Linked DNA regions of Mus musculus: all the other regions are linked to region 2. A link is a contact called in public HiCAR-type and promoter capture Hi-C data. All regions are on one chromosome and are shown on one strand. The core of a region is the stretch at or near the end of the contact, and the rest is flanking DNA. Distances in the headings are between cores, read along the strand shown. Region 1 holds the start of Pdcd6ip (programmed cell death 6 interacting protein). Region 2 holds the start of Lrrfip2 (leucine rich repeat (in FLII) interacting protein 2). Region 3 holds the start of Clasp2 (CLIP associating protein 2). Region 4 holds the start of Ubp1 (upstream binding protein 1).

What was found. Promoter capture Hi-C pulls out the DNA fragments that hold promoters and counts their contacts. HiCAR-type assays count read pairs that join an accessible place to other places.
Region 1: a promoter capture Hi-C map of embryonic stem cells shows a contact between it and region 2, with 6 times the contacts expected there. The contact joins the promoter of Pdcd6ip here to the promoter of Lrrfip2 in region 2. A contact is called at or near these places in 6 of 39 promoter capture datasets (the 3T3-L1 cell line, cranial neural crest, embryonic stem cells and 3 more) and 1 of 115 datasets of contacts at active chromatin or transcription factors (large pre-B cells).
Region 3: a contact with region 2 is called in a HiCAR-type map of astrocytes, with 6 times the contacts expected there. The contact joins the promoter of Clasp2 here to the promoter of Lrrfip2 in region 2. A contact is called at or near these places in 2 of 39 promoter capture datasets (the C10 cell line and embryonic stem cells) and 2 of 115 datasets of contacts at active chromatin or transcription factors (astrocytes and large pre-B cells).
Region 4: a contact with region 2 is called in a HiCAR-type map of astrocytes, with 9 times the contacts expected there. The contact joins the promoter of Ubp1 here to the promoter of Lrrfip2 in region 2. A contact is called at or near these places in 3 of 39 promoter capture datasets (the C10 cell line, embryonic stem cells and pre-B cells) and 1 of 115 datasets of contacts at active chromatin or transcription factors (astrocytes).

The regions. Positions count from the first base shown.
Region 1 is chr9:113,704,285-113,709,911 of GRCm38.p6, reverse strand. Pdcd6ip (programmed cell death 6 interacting protein) reads left to right here and starts at 1,653. Exons shown (of 18, transcript NM_011052.2): 1 at 1,653-2,013. The coding sequence starts at 1,805.
Region 2 is chr9:111,116,071-111,122,492 of GRCm38.p6, reverse strand. Lrrfip2 (leucine rich repeat (in FLII) interacting protein 2) reads right to left here and starts at 4,369. Exons shown (of 15, transcript NM_001374664.1): 1 at 4,104-4,369; 2 at 2,782-2,853.
Region 3 is chr9:113,736,523-113,742,923 of GRCm38.p6, reverse strand. It overlaps Clasp2 (CLIP associating protein 2), which reads right to left and starts at 1,451. Exons shown (of 40, transcript NM_001114347.1): 1 at 1,049-1,451. The coding sequence starts at 1,243. It overlaps Gm38623 (a long non-coding RNA gene), which reads right to left. Exons shown (of 4, transcript XR_001779313.2): 4 at 3,101-4,309.
Region 4 is chr9:113,929,672-113,935,346 of GRCm38.p6, reverse strand. It overlaps Ubp1 (upstream binding protein 1), which reads right to left and starts at 4,035. Exons shown (of 16, transcript NM_001372510.1): 1 at 3,581-4,035. The coding sequence starts at 3,693. Gm39439 (a long non-coding RNA gene) reads left to right here and starts at 4,421. Exons shown (of 4, transcript XR_003948257.1): 1 at 4,421-4,620.

The sequences.
Region 1 (5,627 bases), core at 404-2,903, 2.6 Mb before region 2:
AAAGCACTAGCTGCTCTTCCAGAGGACACAGGTTCGATTCCCAGCACCCATATGCAGCTCATCATTTCTGAAACTCCAGTTCCAGGGGATCTGATGCCCTCTTCTTACTTCAGGGGGCATCAGGAACAAACATGGTACACAGACATACATGCAGAAACCCATATATGTGTGTGTGTGTGTGTGTATATATATATATATATGTATATATATATATATATAATAAAAAATGAAAAAAATTGCGTGTTTGATGTGAAGGCTTGATAGATTCAAGTTAGTTTTGCCTGGAATGTTTCATGGACGATATTGTTCATCAACATTTGCTCCATCAAGAGTGGTGAGATGGCTCAGCAGGGAAAGGTGCTTGCTGTCAATCATGCCCACCTGAGTTCCACCCCTGAGACCCACGTGGTAGAAGGGACTGATTCCAGAAGTTGACCTCTGACCTCTGAGTACTCCCCAATAAATAAACCATAATAAAAATAAACAGTAAAAATACCAGACTTGTCTTCTGGGAGGCCTTCAAGAAACATTCTATGTATGTGCGCGTGAGGGCTGGCCCCAGAGGAGGCCCCAAGAGGGTGATGGGTCGCCTTGAGTTACAGGTGTTGAGTGTGTTCCTAAAGAGGCTACTGGGAACCCAGGTCGGCCTCTCACTCAGGCAGAGCAGCAAACAGTCTTTAACTGCTAATCTATTTCCCCAGTTACCCAGGGAGGCCTTTGTAAAAAATATAAAAAAAATTGCTTAAGTACGACTGATTGTACTAAATAGATTCTAGACACTGACTACAAGTTTCATAATGATTTGTGGTGTCACTCTTCAACTTCCTTTCATTCTAGTCTCTACTTCCCTTTTAAGTTCTGGATATGGGATACTCGTGCTTTAGGTCTGGGGCCTCTTCCCACTTAAGTCTCTCCACCCGTGCTCTCTTTTAATGTCAAATTGCGAGTATTCTTTTAAATTCATCTTCTGGGAGGATGTTTCTTAAATTATCTTGCTTATGCTATGTTCTTCTAAGAGATCTCTTTTTACGTACCTTACTACCGACTGTGTCCTTACCTGGAAGACTGCACGAAGGCAGGGACTTTTTCTACTTTTGCCCTGGGGGGTGGGGGTGGGGGTAAGGCTGCACACACAATGGACCTTCAACCGCACATCACAATACTCCCCAGGGTCTGGTCTCATAGGAGAAAGCATAACAAAGGAGCATTTCACCACCGGGCAGAATATATTGACCTATAAAATTAATTTTTGTAATAAAAAAGGAAAAATACAATCAATTAAAAATATTTTAAAAAGAAAAATAGAGCAGAATCTAAGGAGAATTTAAAATCTTCTTGAGCCGGGTGGTAGTGGCGTATGCCTTTAATCCCAGCATTGGGGAGGCATAGGCAGGAAGATCTCCGCGAGTTCGAGGCCGGCTTGGACTACAAGTCAGTTCCAAGATAGCCAGGGCTACACAGAGAAACCCAGTCTCGAACAAAACAACCAAACCAAACCAAAATAACCAAAAGAATCTTTTTGAAAATTTAATCATCGCAGTAGGCTACCGCCTGATCCCACCACGCAGGCGCCGCACAGGCGAGCCCAGGTGAGCGACGCTTTGGTGGCACCATCACGTGACCGAGCGGCGCGCCCCTCCGACTGCGCCTGCGCGGGGGCTCCCGGAAGTGGCCAGCTCGAAGCGCTGGCGGCCCAGTCCGTCGGCCCGTCGGTCCGCTCCTCCGCTGCCGGTGCCGAGCGCGCCTAGGCCGTGGTCGCTGTCCCTCCGTCTGTGCGGCCCGACGCGGCGGCCGGGCGCTCACCATGGCGTCGTTCATCTGGGTGCAGCTGAAGAAGACCTCGGAGGTGGACCTGGCCAAGCCGCTGGTGAAGTTCATCCAGCAGACGTACCCGAGCGGCGGCGAGGAGCAGGCCCAGTACTGCCGTGCGGCCGAGGAGCTCAGCAAACTGCGGCGCTCGGCGCTCGGTCGCCCGCTGGACAAGCATGAGGGCGCCCTGGAGACGTTGCTGAGGTGGGCCCGGGCGGCGGGGCTCCCTCCCAGCCTCCCTTCCTGTCCCCGCTCCCCTCCCCAGCCTCGCTTCCTCCTCCCTTCATAGCCTTTTCCTCTCCCCCGCGCCTGGCCTCCACTCTGACTCAGGCCAGCAGCGTAGGTGTGGTCAGCATTCTTTCCTGGTGAGAGGACTCATAACCCTGTCCTCCCTTCCGAGTGCCTTCTGTCACCGAGGCTCCTTACCTGGGAGGACGTCTGCCGTGTAATGATCTCTCTGGTTACAGCCGTTTGACCGGTTTTCACTTTTTGGGTGTTACAACTGGAGTCTCCCTTTTACAATCCCTGTTTGTGACTTTATTGGACCACGTCTAGATTTCCTAATAATAGTTACGAAAGGGAAGGGAGAGAATTTGGACACTAAACCAAATGTCGGTGACTTATTATATTGTTCACTTGAAGTAAGTCATCTCATGTTCCAATAATCAAGTGACAGACTGACAGTTGTAAAAGTTAGGAGCTACAGTCGTTTGAAAGAAAACTTGAATGACATAGTAGACCGCTGAGACTGGTTACTTAAAAATCTTTTGACACGGGCGTATGCACGTATGGAATACCCTGGTCCTTTTTGCAATTGGTGACAACCCAGGTACTTGATAATGATAACATTTCCGTGATACCTTATGATCCAATTTCTGGTAATATGATCTTGTTTCATGCAAGGGACGCTGGTGGATTAGGGTGGGAACAGAGCTGTCCAGAGACACCCCTTAGTTTTGGCATCATCTTGCTCCCGTGATGTTTCCTGCATGTGTTGCCAGATGGCCACTAGCAGCCCTTACCGTAGTTAGAATGGCTCCCAGCACTGAGTAGACTTTATCTGTTGACAGAGTGAGGAGCCAGATTTCAAACAGTTCTCTCACGAGAGTTTTAGAGTGGATTTGCTTTAAAGTGCCCGAGTTTTGTAAAACTGTAAGGAACGTCTGCGAGTGCTGGGGTTAGTCACACAGTGCTTGTCTGCGGGTGGTATATGTGGCCTGTGTATCCAGCGGCTGTCTCAAGTGCTTGATGCACATTGTATCATCCGTGCCTCTAAGGCAGTGGTTCTCAAACTGTGGGTCACGGCCCCTTTGGGGTGACGTATCAGACATCCTGCATATCAGATATTTATATTACCATTCGTGATAGTAGCAGAATTACAGGTATGAAGTAACAACAGATTTTATGGTTGGGCGTCACTACACCAGGAGGAGCTGTATTAAAGGGCAAAGCATTAGAAAGGTTGTGAGCCATTTCTGTGAGGGAAGCTTTGCCTTCGCCTTACAAGTCTTCAGACAATGCCTGAGACATTGAATGCAGCCTTGGGCTGCGTGCTTTGCAGCGTTTGAGTTCTGCCCACTGTGATATACTTAAGTCTGCTTAAGCACATTTGTAATTGTTTTAATGTACTTATTTCTAAGAATGTTCTCTCCTACTCTCTGTCTGTCTCTGTGTGTGCATGCCTTGGCTTGCATGCCTTGACATGTATACGGAGGCCAGAAGACAGTATAGTAGTTGGCTTTGTGGTCAGGCTTGGTGGCAAGCATCTTCCTGTACTTAGCTTTCTGGCCAGCCCTGAAGAGATGTTGTTCTTTACTGCATCATTTCCTGTGTTGGATGTGTTTTGGGGGACATCTTTCAGTCACGCTGAGAAAGCATATTGGCTTTCTTTCAAGTTGTGTTAAACTTGCATAGGTCTCTATATTGTTAGGTAAGTAATCTTAGGCTAGAGTCTTGATTGCCAAATCTTTGTGAATCTTAAAGAGAGGGGTGTGGTATACTCTTGCTGTTTTGGTAGATTGTCTTCCTAGAGAACTTTGGTATCTGAAACAGAGGCAGAACTAGAGGGTAGCTAGTTACTGGTGTCTGCTCCCTCTGTGGAAGTACATAGCTCATGTGTTTGTCTCTCCAGGAGCAGCATTTTGCCTATGGTCTAGTAAGCTTTGTGGGCTCCCTCATGTAAAGCCATAGCTGATCTTGTTGGCCTTTGCTTCATGCTGGTCAAACATTTTTGGTTTCCACTGGCTGCTCTTTCCTGTCACCTCCCATAACATGTTCTAAGGCAGCCATCTCATACGTTGTGATCATGTACATGTGTAATATACATGGCCTCTTCTGCCCAAGCAACTCTGGTTTTGCTTCTTGACCTCAGGTTGTGGAGGAAGAGGCTTGATACAAAGGGTTCAGTATATTCTATGCAGTCATTCTTTTATACCTTTGAAGCAAGAGGCTTCGTGTCCTATTTTCTTCTTTGCTTACTTTCTAGCAGGGTCAGGATTAGGACTAATGGGTTGCCTGTGTATGTATGGCCTGCAGACAACACTTGGGTGGGTTAGCTCTGAGTCCTGGTGGCCTAATGGTGTTTTGTGATCACTCTGCCCTTTGCTTCAGTGCTTTTCCCATTGGCCGGTGTGCATACCACAGCTATCTAGGCTTATGGTGCTGTCACCCATACATTGGCTACTTGGCTCAGCTATGCTTGGCTCCCCAGTGAACCCCCAGTCTGGAGGTTCACAGTATATTATTTTGTTCTCCCATAGGAGGGGAGAGTTCACTGGAATTTGGGTGGTGTTTATTGCTGTGACAAAATTACCTAGAGAAAAGGAGAAAAGTTTGTTACTGTTTTCGATCTGTGGTTGTGGTTCAGTTGCTTTGTGCCTGGAGTGAGGCAGCCTGAGTGTGTGATGGCAGAGGCTACTCACCTCTGGCAGCTGGGGGTATGGGGACAGTCAGAGAGGAGATAGTGCCCTTCAAAGGCACTCGTCCAGTGATCTTCTTCCATCCAGCTAAATGATACTTCTAGTGGCCAATAGAACTCACCAGTGGATTGACTCATGGATAAGCATTTCTTAATTCAGGCACCTCTCTAGAGTGCCGCGGGCAGGAGGCTGAGTCTTTAACAAGTCAATTTTGGGTGACACTGAATAGCCAAAGTACAGGAGGTGCTGGCTGTGTTGGCCACTTCTTCCTCTATTTCCTTTCCTGCAAAGTGGCACTTTTCAGAGAATGTGTCTAGTTGACGAGAGTTGAACAGCTGTTGTGTCTTTAGGCTTGGGGTAGGGGCAAGGACGGGGCAGACGTTTCTTTCTTGTTATGAAAGTACTTACACAGTTTTTGCTTTTCCTTTTCATCAGCAGTCTAGAATATCCCTTTTCTGAAAAAGCTTGCCAGTTCTTGGTCTGTATCTAGCTTGGCGTTACTTTTGCAGGTACATCTAAAGGCTCTGCTGCTCCAGGCCTTGATGTAGCCTCCTTAGGATCTAGTGAAGGGAGTGAAGGCCCTGAGCCAGAGAGAATGTAATTTATTGACTCAAATGTATAGTGAATATCCTGATGTTGAGCTCCAGAGTTGATTGGTGGCCAGGTAAGGCACAGCATCATTAAAAAATATGAAAGTAATTTAAAGTGTAATGGGTGTTACTTTTTCATTGCTACAATAAAGCACCAGAGGTAACTTGGAAGGATTTATTAGAATCTGTATTTCTAGAGTAGTGGTTCTCAACCTGTAGGTTTTAAGTCCTTTGGCAAACCTATATCTCCAAAAGTATTTACATTATGATTCATGACAGTAGAAAGGTTACAGTTATGGTTGGGGGTCAC
Region 2 (6,422 bases), core at 3,120-5,619:
CCTACAGAACTTCACATTAAATTCTAAACCTCCCTTATTCTGCTTACTAACTCTTTGCAGAATAAAGTCTAAATCTATATACCTACTTCCTGCTTTGACAAAGGACTCCACCAACAGTGCTCTGGATTGCAAAAGGGTTTCTGGCTCTCGGGTTCTATCATTCACTCTACTTAAAGTAGGATATGGATGATAAAGAAGAAACTCTGGGCCATTTCTTTCTCTTCTGACTAATATCAGTTAACTTTAGCAGGGCAAAAATGAAAGCTATATACAAGTTGTTTCTTATTATTTTTGTTGATGGTGGTGGTTTCGTTTGTTTTTGTTTTTGTTTTTTGTTTGTTTTTGTATGTAACCCTAATAGGCCTAGAAGTGGCTATATGGACCAGGCTGGCCCTGAATTCACAGAGATCTGCCTTTGCCTCCCAAGTGCTGAATTAAAGGTGTGTGCCACCACACCCAGCTATATAAGTTTTTAATTAACAGAAAATTTAAACTCTGAGACAAACCTACAGCTGCGGCCATCTTACCGAATGCCAGTGGTTTATGTCTGTCAGCGCCAGTCTTCAACTACAGCATTGACATTTACCAATGCAATCATTAACACTGCAAAATGTCTTAAATCAACTTATAAAACACAGTTGCAATTTGATTTGAGACACAGCCTCACTACATGCTGTATAGACCACAGTAGCCTCACACTCTGTCCCCTGGCTTAAACCCCCAGGTGTTGACAACAGGCAGTGACATGGAGTCACCTAGTTCACAATGCTTTTTAAAAGGAAGTGATGGGTAAAGAACATAAAATTTTTTAATTCTTCCTCCTCCTGTGCCTGAGAAAACATTACCTTCTACTATAAAATAAAGTCTAATATAAAACAAATTTTTCATGTTCATAATCTAAGTGCCAACTTCACAGTCATACACCAGAGCTGTACTCCACAGATGGAACTATAAATGGTCAAGCACTTGCTTAAAAGTCTTTCTTATAGCGCTGTATACAAAAGACTAATAATGACCTAATGTTTACTAACATGGAATTAGTAAAAGTATGGAAAATGAATAAATCCAGTCTTTTTAAAATGAGACTGGAGTGGATGCTAATACAGAAACATATCTCAGATGCATCACGGGTAAAAGGCACCTGTAAACACATGCAACTGTACATGCTACTGAGAGCAGGAGGAGGGAAATACATGAAAACCATTAACTATGGTGGCCTGGCCCGGGGAGTAGGGTTATGGGACGGTAAGAAGCTTGTGCAGAAAGGAAAGGGCTTTTCCTCGTATGACCATTGCTTTTACGTGTTTTACAAATCTTTAAAAGTGGCACAAACGCCACTGAGCTCTCTGTCTATGGATGTCATTTCTTCCCAAGTGTCTATTTACCTATTTCTTTTCCAACCCCTAGACTAAAAGAAGACCATACCCAGATATCGAGCCTCAGTGACTGTCCAAGAACTGGCATTCTCACAGGATAAGCCCAGCTTTACAATGTATAAGTTTAGCCTAGTGTGTAACTGCTTTAAGTCTAGACTAACTTTCCGCTGACCAGAAAGCTTGAAAGGTTAAAGTGCAATGCCAAGCACTCCGTTTCCAAGACAGTCTTGTCTTCTATTAGCTTTAAAGGGAAAGAATGGGGAAAGGGACAAAGACATTTTACTCATAAGGTAAACTCTGCTCAATTCCTTTCCTGCTGAAGTTTTAAAAGCTGGGCTTTGAATAGGGGTCAGAGTCTAGTGTTTATTTGCAAACATAAGGGCTAAGGAGTATGGCTTCCCAGGTAAGGATCACGTCCACCACTCAGACTCTCCAGAGGGAAAGCAACTGCCTAAGAGAAAAGCTGCCAACGGGATTGTTTAGTCGGCACAGCAGACAGCAGTCCTTGAATAAGGACAGAAGAATTTTACTGCCTTTTAGCTAATCCTCAACAGAGCTCCCACCACGTCAGAAGGACAATCATCCCCACCCCACCATCACGTCACCAAATCTGTCCCTTTTCATACAAGGAGCAGGGTAAGATTCACAGAGATCTTTGCAAGAAATCACTTTTCTGTCCTAAGTTAGCAACAACAACAACAACAACAACGACAAATTGGTTTTGTGTTGCCAAATATGCTTCCTATCTCTTTTCCCTTCATTCTGAAGATGCTTAAATCCTAACCTAAGAAGATTTCCCTGACGTATTTGTGCGTCAAGACTATCTCCAATGAAGGTTTTCACAGGGGATTTTCCAAAAGGGAATCTCTGTTAACAAGAACAGAATCATCATCCTATCAGCTGGACAGAAATAAAAAGCAACATTGGAGAACACTCTGAATTTAAGTATCGATATCCAAAGGGAGAAAGATGCCAAAAAGTTAGTCAAAGAATCAAAGGGACGTCTGTCTTAAGTTAACACCAATACATTTGGTATTATCTTCCAACTAGTCAATAGGACTTCTAAACTGTCAATCAAGGTAAAATAATCAGGACTCTACAAAGAAAAGAAAAGAAAAAAAAACTGGAAAGAAAGCAAGGTTGTCCCTATAAAGAACTCTGGGATCCAAAGTTTTTTTGCATCTCATTTTGAAAGACTAAAATGATCAAATGACATTGCAGCACTAAAAAGTTACTTCAAGTTTGAAATTAGTCAATTCTAAAAATACACCAAAACTTCAACACAATTCCTTCCAGAACAGAAGTTAATATAGTCTCATTCAGCATCTTTAAGGATAGGATGGCAAAGTGCTGCAGCTTCCCACTCAAAAAGCTATTTTATATAGTACACAGTACTATTTCCTACCTCAGTGGTGGTAGCTCTCCTTCCCAATGACATTTACTTGGCTTCTAAATCCCTTCATTTGTCTTCCCACATCTGGTAAAAAAAAAAAGGGGGGGGGGACTTAAAAATCACAGCAGTCCAACAAAGTATTACAAAACAAAACATTATACAAATTTTAACGTTTGATTTCCATGCCATAGTGCATGACAATCACCACCCAGCAACAAACAGAACCAAACATTATACATCACTCGCTATAAAAAAAAAGAGTACAATTATCTAATTAAACGGGCAGAAAAGGTCTGGCTTTCCTCTATTTCAATGGGAAGATCCCGATCTACGAGTCAGAGTGTGACCTCACTTCCGACGTGAATCACACTTTCCGAAGTTCTTACTCGGCATGAGTGTATTAAATACGAGGTCATAGGATCCCTGTAGTTGTTAAACAGAGCATGATGTTGGTTAATCGGGGCTAACTCTGCAAGACATTGAAGCTACGGTAAACTTGGCCAACTAACTCTTACTGCAACACACATTCTTCAGCAATTGCAGCTTTTCACACCTACTGGGGAGAAAAAGTCCAACACTGATTAAGAATGTATCTGTCGATACCCTGACTGCACCTCTTCTCGCTGCGATAACACAACACGAATAGCAGTCACTGTTATCCTTACAGAGTTTTCAGTCAATCAAGCTACTGTAGAAAAACCGTGGCAAAAATGCTGAGTCACTAAATGGGAAAAGCAAAAGGGGCTACAAATACTGAAAGTTTGGGATACCCTTTAGCCACGTTTCTACGTTATATTTGTATGTCTCGAGGTGGGGAACATAATACACAAAGCAAACGCTTGAACTTTTCTCCTCTGGGTTCTCTTATGTCCCTTGCTTCCTGCTGGATATCCACAGCAAAGGGAAACCAGGCCTGACTGGAGCTATGAAACTCCACAATGTGGGTGTAAATAACGCCCGCTGTTAGTCAAGCATTAACCCTGACCGTCCTGCCCTGAGCCTGGTAAGCCCGCGCGCTTCAGTTCAGATCAAGAAGGAAGCAGGAGAGGGGGGAATCTCACTCAAAAAGCTACGCCCTCCACCGGCCTGACACCGTTCCCGGGGCGGCCCCTCCCGGGACAGACTGAGGACAGAGTCTGCGGGAGTGTGGCGCCGGGAGCAACGGGAGCTGGAGCACCCAGCTGTCCCAAGTGATGCCCGGTCCAAGGGGCGTAACCCCTTCTTCCCCCGCGGGGGGCGGGCGAAGCGGGAGCAGGGGACCCGCCGGGCGACCCCAGCCCGGAGCCGCCACTGGGCAGCGCCTGGAGACAGCCGGGTCCGCCGCCTGCCCTTACCTGCGTGTGGCGCGGGATGAGGCTGCGGCGCCGCCCGGAAGGGCCGGAGCGGCCGCCCGGGAGCCGGGAGAGGAGAGCGCCGGCCACACTCTGCACCCCCCCGCACCGTCCACCCCGCGGGCCGCAGGGAGACAAAAAGAAGGGCTCCTCGCGCCGCGGCCGGTCGTGGAGTCACACTGAGCGCGCCCTTCGCCCCGCGGCCGACACAGCGAACGCGACCCGGGACGAGCCGCAGCCCGAGCAGCGGCTGCAGCTGCGGCGGTGGCGGGGCAGAGGGGCGGGGCCACCGGCCGGCGACCCGCTCACCCGGAAGTACTTGTGGCAGGCGGCGGGGTAGCGGACGCGCGCGGCTCGGAGGCTACTGGCTGGACCGCGGAGCGCAGGGCTCGCGGGTGACGGGGAGGGAGACACGCTCGACACGCACTGGCTCAAGCCGGGCCTGGTCCCGAGCGTTGGTATCTGAGCGTTTCGTAACCGTACTTAGCCAGGTGGCCTCAAAGCGGTCTGGTGGGAGGTTTTGGGTGAGTGAGGCACCTGGCGCGCAGTCTGTGGGAAAGGATGTGGAGGGTGGGTGTGGCTGAACGAAATGAAAATACCTGTTTTTAAAGAGATTTCCACCTGAGGCTGTAGCGCAGGTAATAGGGTGCTTACTTAGCATATCTGTAACCTTGGGTGCCATTCCCAGCATAAAATCAGGTATGATGCTATACACCTGTTGTCCCGGGTACCCTGGAACCTGTGGCAGGGCAAAGGAGTTTGAATTATCACAGTGAGACCTGTACACATCACACACACGCGCGCACACACACAAACACACAGACCCAAATCGTAGGCATGTTCTTCAATCCCAAAAGTATCTGGGGAAGGCCCTCACGTTCAAAGTTCCAGGCACCGGAAGCCCTGATCATGCTCTCGGGGAAACTTGCCTTCTAATTGAGTAGATGAACTTGATCAGATAAACAAGGTAATGACAGATTGTCGTGAACTCAGCGGCAAGCAATGATGAGAACATTTTGAGGGTGAGGCCTCTGGCTGGAGAAGATGGTGAGAGAAGACCTCTGGCAGGAAGTGATAGCCGAGCAGGTATCTGGGGGAAAGGGCACAAAATGGTCTTAGGCACGACCTCCCATCTGCAAAAACTGCAGATTTCAGAAGCCCACGAATAAGCCCACGGATGACATGTTTGGATTTTGTCTGATGGCTTCTAAAAGGACTTTCAGAGCTGCCCGTATCCACTGAGATATCAAAGGCTTGATTAACCTTTCATGTTCACGGGGCTGCCACTGTGGGATCAATCAATCCTGGAGGTTCAGCACACAGAGAAAAGTGTGCTGAGAGAAACTGTGTGTCTGTCTGTCTGTCTACAATTGGCTCACAGACAGCAACTTTGGGTGGTATTTCCCTGGAGTCATGCTCCTTGGTTTTTTAAAGACATTATTAAATCTCACATAGACCTGGAATTTACCAGGTCGGCAAAGCTAGCAGCCACTCCAGTGCTGGGGTCACAGGCAAGCGCCACCACACCTAGCTCTCTTTCATTGTAAAAATAGGCGTTAACACTAGTGTTGTGAAGCAGCTTTAGAAGTTCGCTGTTACTTCTCCTTCATATTTTGCCACCTATTTGGCAACTGAAAACAAAAACGACTCCTCTTGTTGAAAGAGTCTATAATAAACGATTCGAAAGAATGTTGTAGACTGACACTCTTTGTCACAGCGAGGAGTCCCTGACTCAGGCTGTAACCCTGAATTACGTGGTAGGCAGTCGTTCTCGGCACATTAAGTCTCTCTTTCTGCCAAAAATATCTGTTCCCAGATCTTTATGGAATATTCTGACATGTGAATGCCCCAGGTCTGTGTGGGCTGGCTGCTCCACAGATATATTAATAGATGAAGGAAAATTTTGCAAATGTTTATACTTTTTGGAAAGTGTGATGGCTGGATCCATACATATTTATTCTTTCCACAGCAAATCTTTCATAGTTTTCTTAGATAATGCCAAGAAATAAAGTGCTTCCTTTTTTAATAACAAATATTCATTGCTGATTTTACTTGCCTGCATCAGATATTGTATTTTTTATTTCAACTACCAGAATCTGTGAAAGTGGATATATTTTTAACATGAATGTCTCTGATATTAATGACAATAATGTGTTTTTCATGTTTCTCTTGTCTTTTCATATTTTTAGATGGAACTATCTTGGCAAAAGCTGGACAATGTTCCTTTATTTGAAACACATATCTGGAAACATCATTAGTTCAGACATTAAAAATAAACTACTAGGAGTTGTGTGAGCAAGTCAGTCAAAATTTCAGCATGGC
Region 3 (6,401 bases), core at 202-2,701, 2.6 Mb before region 2:
AGATGCCAGTGAAACCCATTATGTACATTTGATAATATGTGCTAGGAAAACTTTATTTTAAATCTTGCTAAGTCTAACCTTCCAACAATTCCATAAAGATCTCATCATTAAAACTGCTTTTCTTGTCTCTATAGATAGAAGCTTTCAAAGTACAGCCTATTTGCTGGATACATCACTAAGAATCGTTCCATCCACGGGAGCTCCCGCCTGCATTTTAAAGCAATACTGCCACCAGAAGACTAAAAAGAAAAGTAACCACTAACAACTCCAACTAATTACAGAATATTCACTTTTCTCCATCGGTGGCTACATAACAACTCCCTGATGCTGACCGGACACCCATTCCTCCTCGTACCTTACCGCACTCCTCCCCATTCCCGCTTCGTTTGCAGCATCAACTAAACCATAGTGTTTCAAATCTAAGTTCGTCCCAACTGCGGGAAAACAAGAGAACTGATGAGTGGTCAACGGCTTTCTGCTGTCAATTAAGGGAAATGTGAATAAATGCCATGAGATGAGCAGTCCTTCCGTGCGAAGGACCTGAATACGCGCTAACGGTGCTTTTGGGTGATCTCAACCTTCACGTAAAGACTACGAAAGAAAAGAGGGAGAAAGGGAGAGGGGAGAGGAAAAGAGAGGAGGGAGACGGGGAGGGAACGACAGAGGAAAGAGAGGGAGGAAGAGAGAAGCAAAAAAGAAAAAAAAAGGAAGAGAGGCGGAGAGGGATGAAGAGAGGGTAGAGAGAAAAGAAACTGGAGATTAAGTATAACAGCAAGAGATGAACTTGACGGTCCAACTTCACGCCGTACTCAAACGCCCCATCTCAGCGCAGGCGTTGCCATCGGGCGTAGACAAACGTTACAAAGTCTTAAAGCCTTGGGCCGCAAGTTACCACTTTGTAAAGCGCCAAGCAACACAGCAACGTGTCACCGAACCGCCGCCTGGGGCCGTACCCCAAGCCCTGGGGGGCGATGCCAGCGCGTCCCCGGACCCCGGCGGCAGCGCGCCCGCCCGCCCCGGCCGCGCGCCCGTTCGCACCGCCGCTCACCCGGTAGTTGCTCGAGCCCACCCAGCGGGTGAGCGCGTCCACGGTCTTAGCCAGGCGGCTCGGATCGTCCTCCAGGTCCGGGATGGCTCCGGGCGTGCCGAGGCAGAGCAGCAGCTCCTCGCCCGCCTGCAGCCGGCCGCTCACGTCCTTCTGCAGCACTTGGGCGCAGAAGTACTCGGCGCCGCGGGGCTCCATGGCCGCGCCCGCCACCCCTCACACGCCCGTCGCCCCTTACACGCCAACTTTCCTCGCAGCACCGCCGAGGCGCGGCGGTGAAGCCTCCGGGACGCGCCGACACGCAGAGACGCCGCTGCCTGGGGTGCGGCGGCCGGCGGGGGACGGCCCCCCTAAACTAATCAAACTCGGCGCCCCCCGGTCCCAGCCCCGCTTCAGAGGCTGCGGCTGCCGGCGACGTCAGCGCGCGCGTGACGTCAGAGCGACGCGCCCGGCCTCCAGCCCGGCCTCCCGGCGCGCCCGAGCCCCTGTGGGCTGCGGCCTGTGGCGCTACTGATGGCCCGAGCCTTGGGCTGTCGGGGCCGTGTGGGTCGCCTCGCGTGGGCGACCCTGGAAGGCCAGTGTGGGAATTCCGGCATCTCCGGCGATTCGCTCCGCCGCCATCATCAAGACTCAAAACTTTTTGGTACTTCTCTCCCTGCCCCGCCCCTGCCGTCTCTTAAAACCGGAATACACGGGTCGCGTTCTTCCTCGGCACAGGCCTGGCTGTCCCTTCCTGCTGCCACCCCCACAGTCGCCCTGGAGGACTTTCTGTTTCCAGTTGATACCGAGGTTTTGCAAATGGATCCACATTTTCTCTTGACGCACTTTCACCTCCCACCCTCACTTCGGGAAGCCCCCAGACCGCCGTTACCCACTAACCACCTCTGCCCTGGGCGACTTTAATTTGATTTTTGTTTGGACAGAGACTAAAGGCAGCACAGGATGTCCTCGAACTCACCCTACAGTATGGTCTTACATTTCTGGCCCTACCCCTGCCTCCCAAGCCTGAGCCACAGAACTCGAGTTTTGTTTGGGGATGGCTGGGGCCGTTAACTTATAAGATTTCTTTTTATTTCATGTGTACGTGTGTGCACCTGAGTGTGCCCGCTTGCAGAAACCAAAAGTTCCAGGAAGTCAGATCTGGATGGAGTTAAGTGGCAGTTGTAAGCCACCTGATGTGAATGCTGGGAACTGAACCTGGGTTCTCTGCAAAAGCAGCAAACCCTCTTAACTGCTGAGCCATCTCTCCAGCCCAGTGTTGTAGAGAACAGGTTTAGCTGTGACACTTGGACGAGTCGGGAACTCAGTCTCTTGCATTCTAAACTTATTTCTAACATGGTAGGGTAATTTTCCATTTTTTAAAGTTATGTAACTCCACACTGTGTTCTTTTTCCTTTCCTCCCCCTCTCCCAGTTTCTTTAACCCTGATCCCAATATCCCTAGGGCTCAATCTGCTGCTGTAATCTTTGGGTCTAACTTCTCATAGCAAAATGTTGGTATTTCATTCCATGAAGTACGTATCTTAAAAGTCTCTACCTTTTTATACTTAATCCTTCCCCGTTATACTCTGACTTGTTGATCCATCCGTCCATATAGCAATAGGCCTCTGGGTTGTTTGCAGTTTTCCATAATGGTTGGCATAAGCACCTGAGTTTGGGTGCCCTTGGAGGCAGAGGCATCATCAGATCTCTTGCAGATGACTTAGATTCGATTCCCAGGATCCACATGGCAGCTCACAACCATCTAGCTACAGTTCCAGAGGATCCGATGCCCTTTTTGACTTCTAAAGGCGCCAGGCAATGCCCATGGTACAAGTACATAAAATACCCATAACACATTAAAAGTACACATACAAATAAATGTTTTTAAAGTATTTTGAATTTTTAAAATATCATCCCTTAAATAACACAGGTGTTGCTTTGAATGTTGCCATTTAGGAACTGTCTTTCTCTTGGTGGAGCACCCCAGTAATCCTAGCACATGGGCAGCAGGAGGGTCAGGAGTTCAAGACCAGCCTAGGCTACTGAGATCTTCTTTCAAAACACAACAGGAGCCGGAGAAATTGCTCAGAGGTCAAGAGTGTTTGTTCTTGCAGAGACCCAGGCTTGAGTCCCAGCACCTACACGGCAACCCACAGTTGTCTGTAACCCCAGTCCTAGGGGGTCTAACCCTCTCTTTTAGTCTCCTTGGCCAATGGCATGCATGGAGTGCATATACAGATATGCAGGAAATACAGTCATACACATAAACCTTTAAAAACACAAAGGTGCAGGGAAATGAAAGGGTTAGATGGAAATTTAGAAAATAAATTGATATACTGAACCTCCCTTCATGATCAGTCACGAGAATGCATCTAGAAACATGTCTATTTTTAACAGGACTGGAATGGTGTATTGAAACACAGGAGCCTGACTTCCCAGCCTATTTATCTGGGAAAATAGTGGAAACTCTGAGTAAATTTTTTTCTAATGGGAGTTTATTGTCCATACAAAAGCTAGGAAAGAAGTGACCACATGGCTAGTTTGAAGTCATATTTTCAACAAATGTCCACCAAGAAAGGCATTGTGTTCTCTCCTGGGTGGGGTATTAGGGAACAAGTGGGAGTGGCTTACTCAAGATTTGGCACAGCCCAACTGGAAACAACACAGATGTTGGCACACAGTAGAGTTCTCGTAGCAGTATCAGTAGAATGACTCCATGAGGACAGAAGTGGTTAGACACTTGCCTGGCTGGGAAAGAGGAAAGAAGACGGATCCGAAACAGCAGTTGAGTTGTAATACTTGGAACTGCGAGTTCCTCATGTGACATCTCCACACCAACAATGGTTTTGACCTCCTGACTCCTCATTGTGTGCGGGAGTGCAGGACTCCTTCCTGTAGCCCTTTAATTGGAAAAGAGCCTCGACTGGATTTTTTTAAGATTATGAGCTAACTGCTTATAAGGGAGAAGTCAAATCCAGAAGGAATTTAAGCTCCTCTGTGGGAAAAGAGCTCAACACCAACATTTTGGTTTCAGAAACAGGAATGTCAAAAATGCTGAATCTGCACTCAGGGCAGAAGGTTCCATTTTGCTTTGTTCTGAAATTTTTATTACATTATTTATTGGGGGAAGGGGGCATGGCAAAAGCATGGAGTTGTGCATGTTCCCACTTGAAAATACAATATAAAAGTAAATATGAGTTGTCAGCCTCCAACGCAGTTCCCCCATCTTCACCTGTAGATTTGCATGTTCTCAGACTGGCTCTCTACGGTGATCGTAGCTGACCTATGAAAATGAAAGACAGCTATGCAAGTAGCGTTTGACTTCTTTTTTTTTTTTTTGTTTTTTTTGTTTTTTTTGTTTTTTCGAGACAGGGTTTTTCTATAGCCCTGGCTGTCCTGGAACTCACTCTGTAGACCAGGCTGGCCTCGAACTCAGAAATCCGCCTGCCTCTGCCTCCCAAGTGCTGGGATTAAAGGCGTGCGCCACCACGCCCGGCTCGCGTTTGACTTCTTAAATAATTCTTGAGAGGAAGCCAATTGCCCTGTCAAGACAACAGGGCAACTGCTCCTTGGTAAAAGCCAGGAGATGACGAGACCTTGGAGCCTCCCTGTGGCCTTCAGACAATCACAGCCTTGGCTGCTGTCTTAGCTGTCACCTCAGGAAAGAACCAGAGCCAAATAGTGGGAGAGTCTCTCAAGCTGCTGCCCCGCTGAGCTGTGAGAGATGATGAATGGTACCCTTGTTCTAGGCTAGTCAGAGTGAGGCAATTCACCCCAAACCACAGATGGTGAATACAGCAAGTCAGGCAAGCAGACGTGCAGCACAAACTTTTAGTATATTTTTCTTATCAGAAAGCTCTGCTAAGTGAAATGGAAACGTGCCATTTAAAACATACATTTGCAGGCAACAGGGACGTGATTTTATTTCAGGACTTTGTAGATATTTTTTTGTTACAAAATATTTTTAAAATGGTCTTTCATCAAGTGGAAATTCTTAACACTGGATTGGTGGGTCCTTGTAGACTTTCAGGAAGCCTCCTGTTCATGCAATGGGATGGTATCTTTACAGTTTGTTTTTCAGAAATCTAACAGGTTCTCATCCTTGCTTTGGAAAAAGAGTAATAATTGATTAAAAATATCCAAACTGAGACCAATCCCGTGGGCAAGAACCAATCCCTAACACTATTAACAATACTCTGCTATGCTTGGAGGTGGGATCCTAGCATAACTGTTCTCTGAGGCTTCACCCAGCAGCTGACTGAAACAGATGCAGAGACCCATAGCCAAACATCAGATGGAGCTCATGGAGTCTTGGGGAAGAGTTGAGGGACCCAAAGAGGACAGGGACTCCACAGGAAGACCAACAGAGTCAACTAATCTGGACCCTTGGGGACGCCCAGAGACTGAATCACCAATCAAAGAGCTAGCATGGGCTGGACCTAGGCCCCCTGCAGACATGTACAAGATGTGCAGCTTGGTCTTCATGTGGATCCCCCAACAATTGGAATGGGGGCTGTTCCTGAATCTGTTGCCTGTCTGTGGATCCTGTTCCCCTAGTTGGGCTGCCTAGTCTGGCCTCAGTAGGAGAGGATGTACCTAGCCCTGCAGAGATTTGATGTGCCAGTGTAGAGTGATACCCAGGAAGGGGTCTCCTCCTTCTCAGAAGAGAAGGGGGATGCAAAAGGAATTGTGGGAGGGGAGGCTGGGAAGAGGGGGGATATTGGGATGTAAAGTGAATAAATAAATTAATGAAAAAAATAGTATGTTGAGGGGTTGGAGAGATGGCTCAGCAGTTAAGAGTGCTAACTGCTCTTCCAGAGGACCTGGGTTCAATTCCCAGAACCCCAATGGTAGCTCACAACTGTCAGAAACTCCAGTTCCAGTGGTATCCAGTGTCCTCTTCTGGCCTTCTCAGGCCTTAGGCACACAGGTAGTGCACAGACATACATGCAAGCAAAAACTCATACACACAAAATTTTTTTTAAAAAAATGTAAGCATCATTTAAGAAGCTAGGGGTTTAGCTTAGTTGCAGAGTATTTGAAGGAAAAAAAGTGACATTTAAAGTCAGTATCGTGACACATAACTGCAATGTCAGGATTTGGGAGACTGAAGCAGGGGGAAGTCACAAAATTGAGACCATACTGGGCTACATTGCCAGACCCTTCCACAGGAACAACAACAAAAAGTGACATTCAAATCAAATTATGCAACTGTCTAAGGAAACTGTGGGTGCCCTGACTAAAACATGATAAAATATACAGCTCAATTTAAAATTGCTCAGAACTTTGATATTGATTTTTAATTACCTTGGGAAACTGAAGAGGAAGGAAAGAAGTTAGTGATACTTTAAATAATAGATATTTCCAAATTTGTT
Region 4 (5,675 bases), core at 2,786-5,285, 2.8 Mb before region 2:
TTTCAAAGAATAATATCCGCAACTATCTGAAAAGGCTATCTATACAAACTTGCTTGTCCTCAGCGCTTACCTGTGTGAGGCTGATTTTATTTGTCTCAGATAAGCAAATCCAAAGAAGTTGTTTCATAAAATAAGAAATAAGAAGAAACTTCACTCTAATGGCTAAACTTTTTCTCTTGTGAAATATTTAAAAATGGTTTGTACTTATTTTATCAATTATTAAGGGCTGGCTTTCTTTCCTTCTCTCGCTGTTTCTTGACAGACTCATGTATCTCAAGCTGGCCTAGAACGTGCTATGTAGCCCAGAATAGCCTTAAAATTCTGATATTTCTACATACAAGAGATGTAACACTGCCCAGTTTTAGGCAGCGCTAGGGATTGAACCCAGGGCTTCATGCATCTAGTCAAGGACTCTATCAATTCAACTACACCCCCAGCTTAAATGTTGTAATAAAAAGATTAAGATTTATATATGACTTGGTTCATTTCAAAGGGAATCTGAACAAGATAGACTATATCAGCAAAATGAGAACCAGACCCTCTCCCCCCAGAAAAGGCAAAGCAAAGGGAGTGTCCGAGAGTAGCCTAAGCACAGTTCCAACACCCCAGCCTAAAGTATTTAATAAAACATGTATAATGCCATACATAAAAAGAAAAGCAATGCTCCAATTCTTTCAAGTTACTGTCCACAAAAGCTAAACAAAGTACCCCTAGAACACAAGTTTTAAAAATAAAAATTGCAGTATTTGGAAGGCAGAAGCAGATCTCAAATTTGAGGCCAGCCTGGGCTATACTGTAAGCTCCAAGACAGCCTAAAAAAAGTCTAAAAAAAGTCACAAAGGCAGAAGATATGGCTAAATTGGTAGCATGCTTAACTAGCTACTATACACAACACCTGGATTCAATCCCAGCACCACACAGACCAGAGGGTAGTTCACACCTATAATCCAAGCACTCTGGAGGTGGAGGCAAGAGGATCATAAGTTATCCTCTGATATTTGGACTAAATGAGACCCTTTCTCAAGAAAGAAAGAAAAGAAAGAAAAGAAAGAAAAGAAAGAAAAGAAAGAAAAGGAAGGAAGGAAGGAAGGAAGGAAGGAAGGAAGGAAGGAAGGAAAAGAAAATGGTGCTTTATTCCTATAAATTCCTATAACCTCAGCACTCAGGATTTATTCAAGGAAGCCCAGGCTAGCTACATAGTAAATTCCAGGATAGCCTGGACTGCATAGTGAGGCCTTATCTAAAAAAATAAAGGAAAAAAAGGAAAAGGAAAGGAAAGAAAGGAAGGAAGAAAGAAAATACCTTACCTAGTACATTCAAGGCCTTGGGTTTAATTCCCAAAGCCCTGAGGTTAGAGACAGAATAAATTCTATTTTAAGAAATATCCAAAGACAGCAAATACAGTATAAAGAACACTAGAAAGCAGCTTGCACTTAATTAAAAATACAATTAGCACAAACATGCCTTCTGCATGCATGTGGTAAGAGGACAACTTGCAGAAGTCAGTCCTCTTTCTACCATGTGTTCCTGGGGCTAGAACTCATGTTGGCAAGATGTCAGCATATGACTTTACCTGCTGAGCCATCTCTGCAGCCCACCAAACCAAAACTTTATCCAGATTTCTCCAAGAAGCTCAAGTATACTTCCTGATCTGTATGTGTCTATATGACGGTCAAAATATGTACCCAGGTTTGACTCAAACTCAGGTCACCTTACTGCCTCAGCCTTCCAAGTGCTGAAATTACAGATGTGAGCTCCACATCAGGCTTACTTCTTGAGCTTCACAGGTGAGAACAAATAACAAAAAGATAAGTTTGCTTCCTAATACCTTCTCAGAAGCAGCAGTCTGCTCTGGGGGACAGGGTTACGGGGGAGGCCTGCAGAAGCGAAGCCTCATGCCCCTAGGAGGGTCTACTTGTCAGTTCAATTTCACAGTAGTTTATACTTGAAATTTTCAAATCAAAGGTCTTGAAAGGCACAAGAGGCAAACTCCTCTTGATTTCTCATGACCCAATTAATTTATAAACAAATAAACAAGTCCCCTCAAAAACTGACACTTTCTGAGACTCTAGAAATTTTATATGAAAGGACATAGCCAAAAACACTGAAAAGGTTTTCCTGAGTGGAGTATCATAGATGAGAACCACAAAGATGCCAGCATGCCTTAAAGATTATTATTAAGAGAAGGCTGCCACCAAGAATTGACTTCCTTTTCAGAGAAATAACCCCCCAAACACAAGTTAGCCAAGCACAAGTTCACAGAAGATCCTAGAAAAAAGCCAAGTTCTAAAACCTACCAATAAGCAAGCTGTTCAGCAGCCCCATCTGACTGAGAACTTGAAGCAAGGAGACCAGGCTGGGCTCCGCTCCTGTGCTCTCCAGTGGACAAGGACACGCACTAAAGGAAGACTTCCAGAAGAGCCTACTCTCCAGTCCTCTCTAGATGATCCCTAGACTTTCGGTAGCTCAATTTCCTCAACAACCAAGAGTTGGTCTAGCAAACAATCCGCCTCATCCGAAGCCCTCAAGTTACACAACTGAGAGAAAGAAGGTGCCAAGTTTAGGGAGGCAAGCAAAGACCAAGTCAGGGTCAGATGCATGCGAGCGGCTTAATTCTTAGTTTAGTATGTTTTCCACCGCTTCTTTCCACGGGCCAAGAAACCTCCCGACCCGCCAGAGTCAAGGCTAATTGCTTCAGGGATGAGGCTGGACTTGTGCAGACCAGCTCTGACCCAGGGCATTTCTCTTAGGGTATTAACAATGCTTCTGACCTCCCCTGGGCGGCAGGAAAGGTAGGAGAGCCCCAGGGAGCCCACATCGCACACTTTACACAACCAACCATACTGCTGAAAACTAAGTACTACACTTAATTCACACGTTTCAAAAACCACTCCGTTTTTTACCTCCTTGGGTAAACCATACCCTACACAAGCCATATTCCAACATCGAAACAAAGGGCTGCCGAGCCACCAAGAACTCTTCAACTCTTTCGGGATAAGTAAGGGGCAGACACACTTGGCTCCTATCTGTTTCCGCCTCTCCCAATTACACAAAAAGGAACAGCTGCTGGTGCAGACAGCAGTGACTAAACTATTGTGTGTGGCACAATCTTAAAGCCCTCTGCAAAAGGAAACAGCCTGAGGGGAGTCACTTTGAGAATGAAGAAACCTAGCAAGGGCCCAACTTCACTCTCAATCAGGAGACTATACAAGCAAGTCACTGCGCTCGCCAACCCTCAGGGCTACTTTCACTCACAATATAACTTACTATCAGAATGTCAAGCGGCTGAAAGTCGCAGGCCACGCTACCAGGCACCGTAGGAAAAGCTACAGTTTTCCCATTAGAAACAGTGCCTTTTGTACAGCCTACTCCAGCTAAAAGGACTCGTAAATCACTTGGAAAGAAAGTCCCTGCCCCTCTGACCCAATCTCAACGGCTAGCGCGGCTTCCCCAGGCAGAAGCGACGGGGTCCTCCGCCGCTAGCCGCCCCCGTCGGCCTCCCAGGCCACGGCGCCACGCGGCAGGACCCCGACCCCGCGGCCCAGGCCCCGCCCGGCGGAGGCAGCCGCGCGCCCCTTACCTCATGCTGTAGGCGCCGGCGCCCAGCTCCTGCCCGATGCCGGACAGGCTGGAGTCGAAGTCGTGCACCAGCCCGGACTCGATCACCTCGTCCATACTGAGCACCCAGGCCATCTTCCGGCCTCGCCGCCGCCCCGCGCAGCGCGGCCTCCGGGTCCGGGGCGAAGGCGCCCGAGCTCCGCGGGCGCGTCCTGAGGGAGGACGCGGGTGAAGCCTCCGGCGGCGCGGCGAGTGGTCACCTGCGGCGGCGCGGGACGCGGCTGAGACGAGAGCGGCCGAGGCCCAGCTGTCAGGGCACAGCGTGCGGGCCAGCAGCTGCGGCGGGAGCGACCGGGCCGCGAGCCGCGCCGCCCTCCCGCGGCCGCCGGCCCCGCGCCTCATGCCGCCGCCCGCCCCCGGCGCCGCTCCCGCGGCCGCCGCCCGCCCCGCCCCACAGCCCCAGCGCGCATCCCCCCGGCACGCCCGTCACCCGCTCCCGGGCCGCGCCCCCCCCCCCCCAGCCCTCTGCCCGCCCGCCCAGGCTCCAGCGCCCCTTCGCCCCGGCCAACCCCGCCGCCGCCGCTCCGCCGGCCCGGACGCAGCTTCGATGCGGCTCCGGCTTGGGCTCGCTCGCCGCTTCCGCCTCCTCCTCCGGCCCCGCCCCTGCGGCCGCTCCCCTCCCAGGCCCGCCCCTCGCGGCCCCGCGCCTCGCGGCGGCACTAGCGCCTGGGCCGAGCGGCGCTGCCCGGCCCCCGCGGTGTCGCGGCCTGGCGGCGGAAGAGGTGTGACCGGTTACGCTCGGCTGACTGACAGGTCTTCTGGGCAGTCACGGCGAAGCGGCCGGAATGGATTCCCGTGAGCCTCTGCGTTCCCGGCTGAGCCACCAATCAAAACGCTCTTCCCCTCCGGGACTAAATTGACTGCCATAAGTAAGAGCTCATTGGCCCGCACTGGAGGAAGTGGTTCCAGGTCCTACTTCCGTCGGTTCTGGGAAATACCCTTTCGTCGGCTTTTGCCCCCGCTCCAGAGAAAAGCGGGTACATCTCGTCTGATGTAAGCTAGGTCTGTTGTGCAGAAGATCTTGATTGGCAGGAGAATAAGCCAGTCAGCCCTCCCTAAAAGGTCCCCGCCCCTCTCAACTCAACTTTAATCCGGAGGCAGAAGCATGCTGGTCTGAGTTCGAGGTCAGCTTGGTCTACTTGGCGAGCTCCGGCTGAATCAAGGTTATATACAAGGGCTTGTCTCAAAACAAAACAAAGCAAATTTGCAGAGCCCAGAAGATCTGGTGACGCACATAGCACAAGAGTGTGTGACACCCTCGTTATTCCTTAATCATGTGCGCTAACACAAACCATGCAAATTGCTGTGAGAGTTAACGTGAAGAAAACTAGTGTTTTTCTAAAACAAAAGACAACAAACAAACCCGGGAGGTTATGGTTCAGGTAGCACGAAGACAAAACAAACAAACAAACAAACAAACAAACAAAAACCACACACACACACACAGATACCCGCAGCAAAAGACAAAGAATACACTAAGCATAGAGACTTCCTATCTATGCCCAAGTGCTCCCTTTTACTGCTTCATGGAAGTCTGTGTCTGGGTATCCCTAACAAGCTTTGAGAAGAACTGCTCCCTCCAAGCCGGCCCTCGATTATTGCTTTTTTCACATAATATTGTTTCCAAAGGATTCGGATGTGGGTCCAGCAACGTTCATTTGACAGGTTTATTATTAACTGTTGGAAATAACGGGGGAAGGGGGAGTAATTCTCTGATTCTTGGGACAAGTGTAATTGTGCTATCATTTGTCTCTTTAATCAGTTTATGCACTAGAGTACTCACACATATGTAGAAGCACAGCCTCTGAAAGCTAACATTTGCCAACATCTAAGGTCAGGGCCAGGGTGATGGGGTGTGCTCTTTGTCCCAGTGCACTGGAGGACTGGGCAGGGAAGAAATCTCTGTGAGTTTATAGAAGCCTGGTATTCACAGTTGAGCTCTAGGCCAGCCAAGACCCTGCCTTAAAACAGCAAGGACTTTCAGGTTAATTCAGCTCACAGCTCTACTGAAAGACCTGGTGACAGAAATTATTGGAACTAGATTTATTCAAGACCAT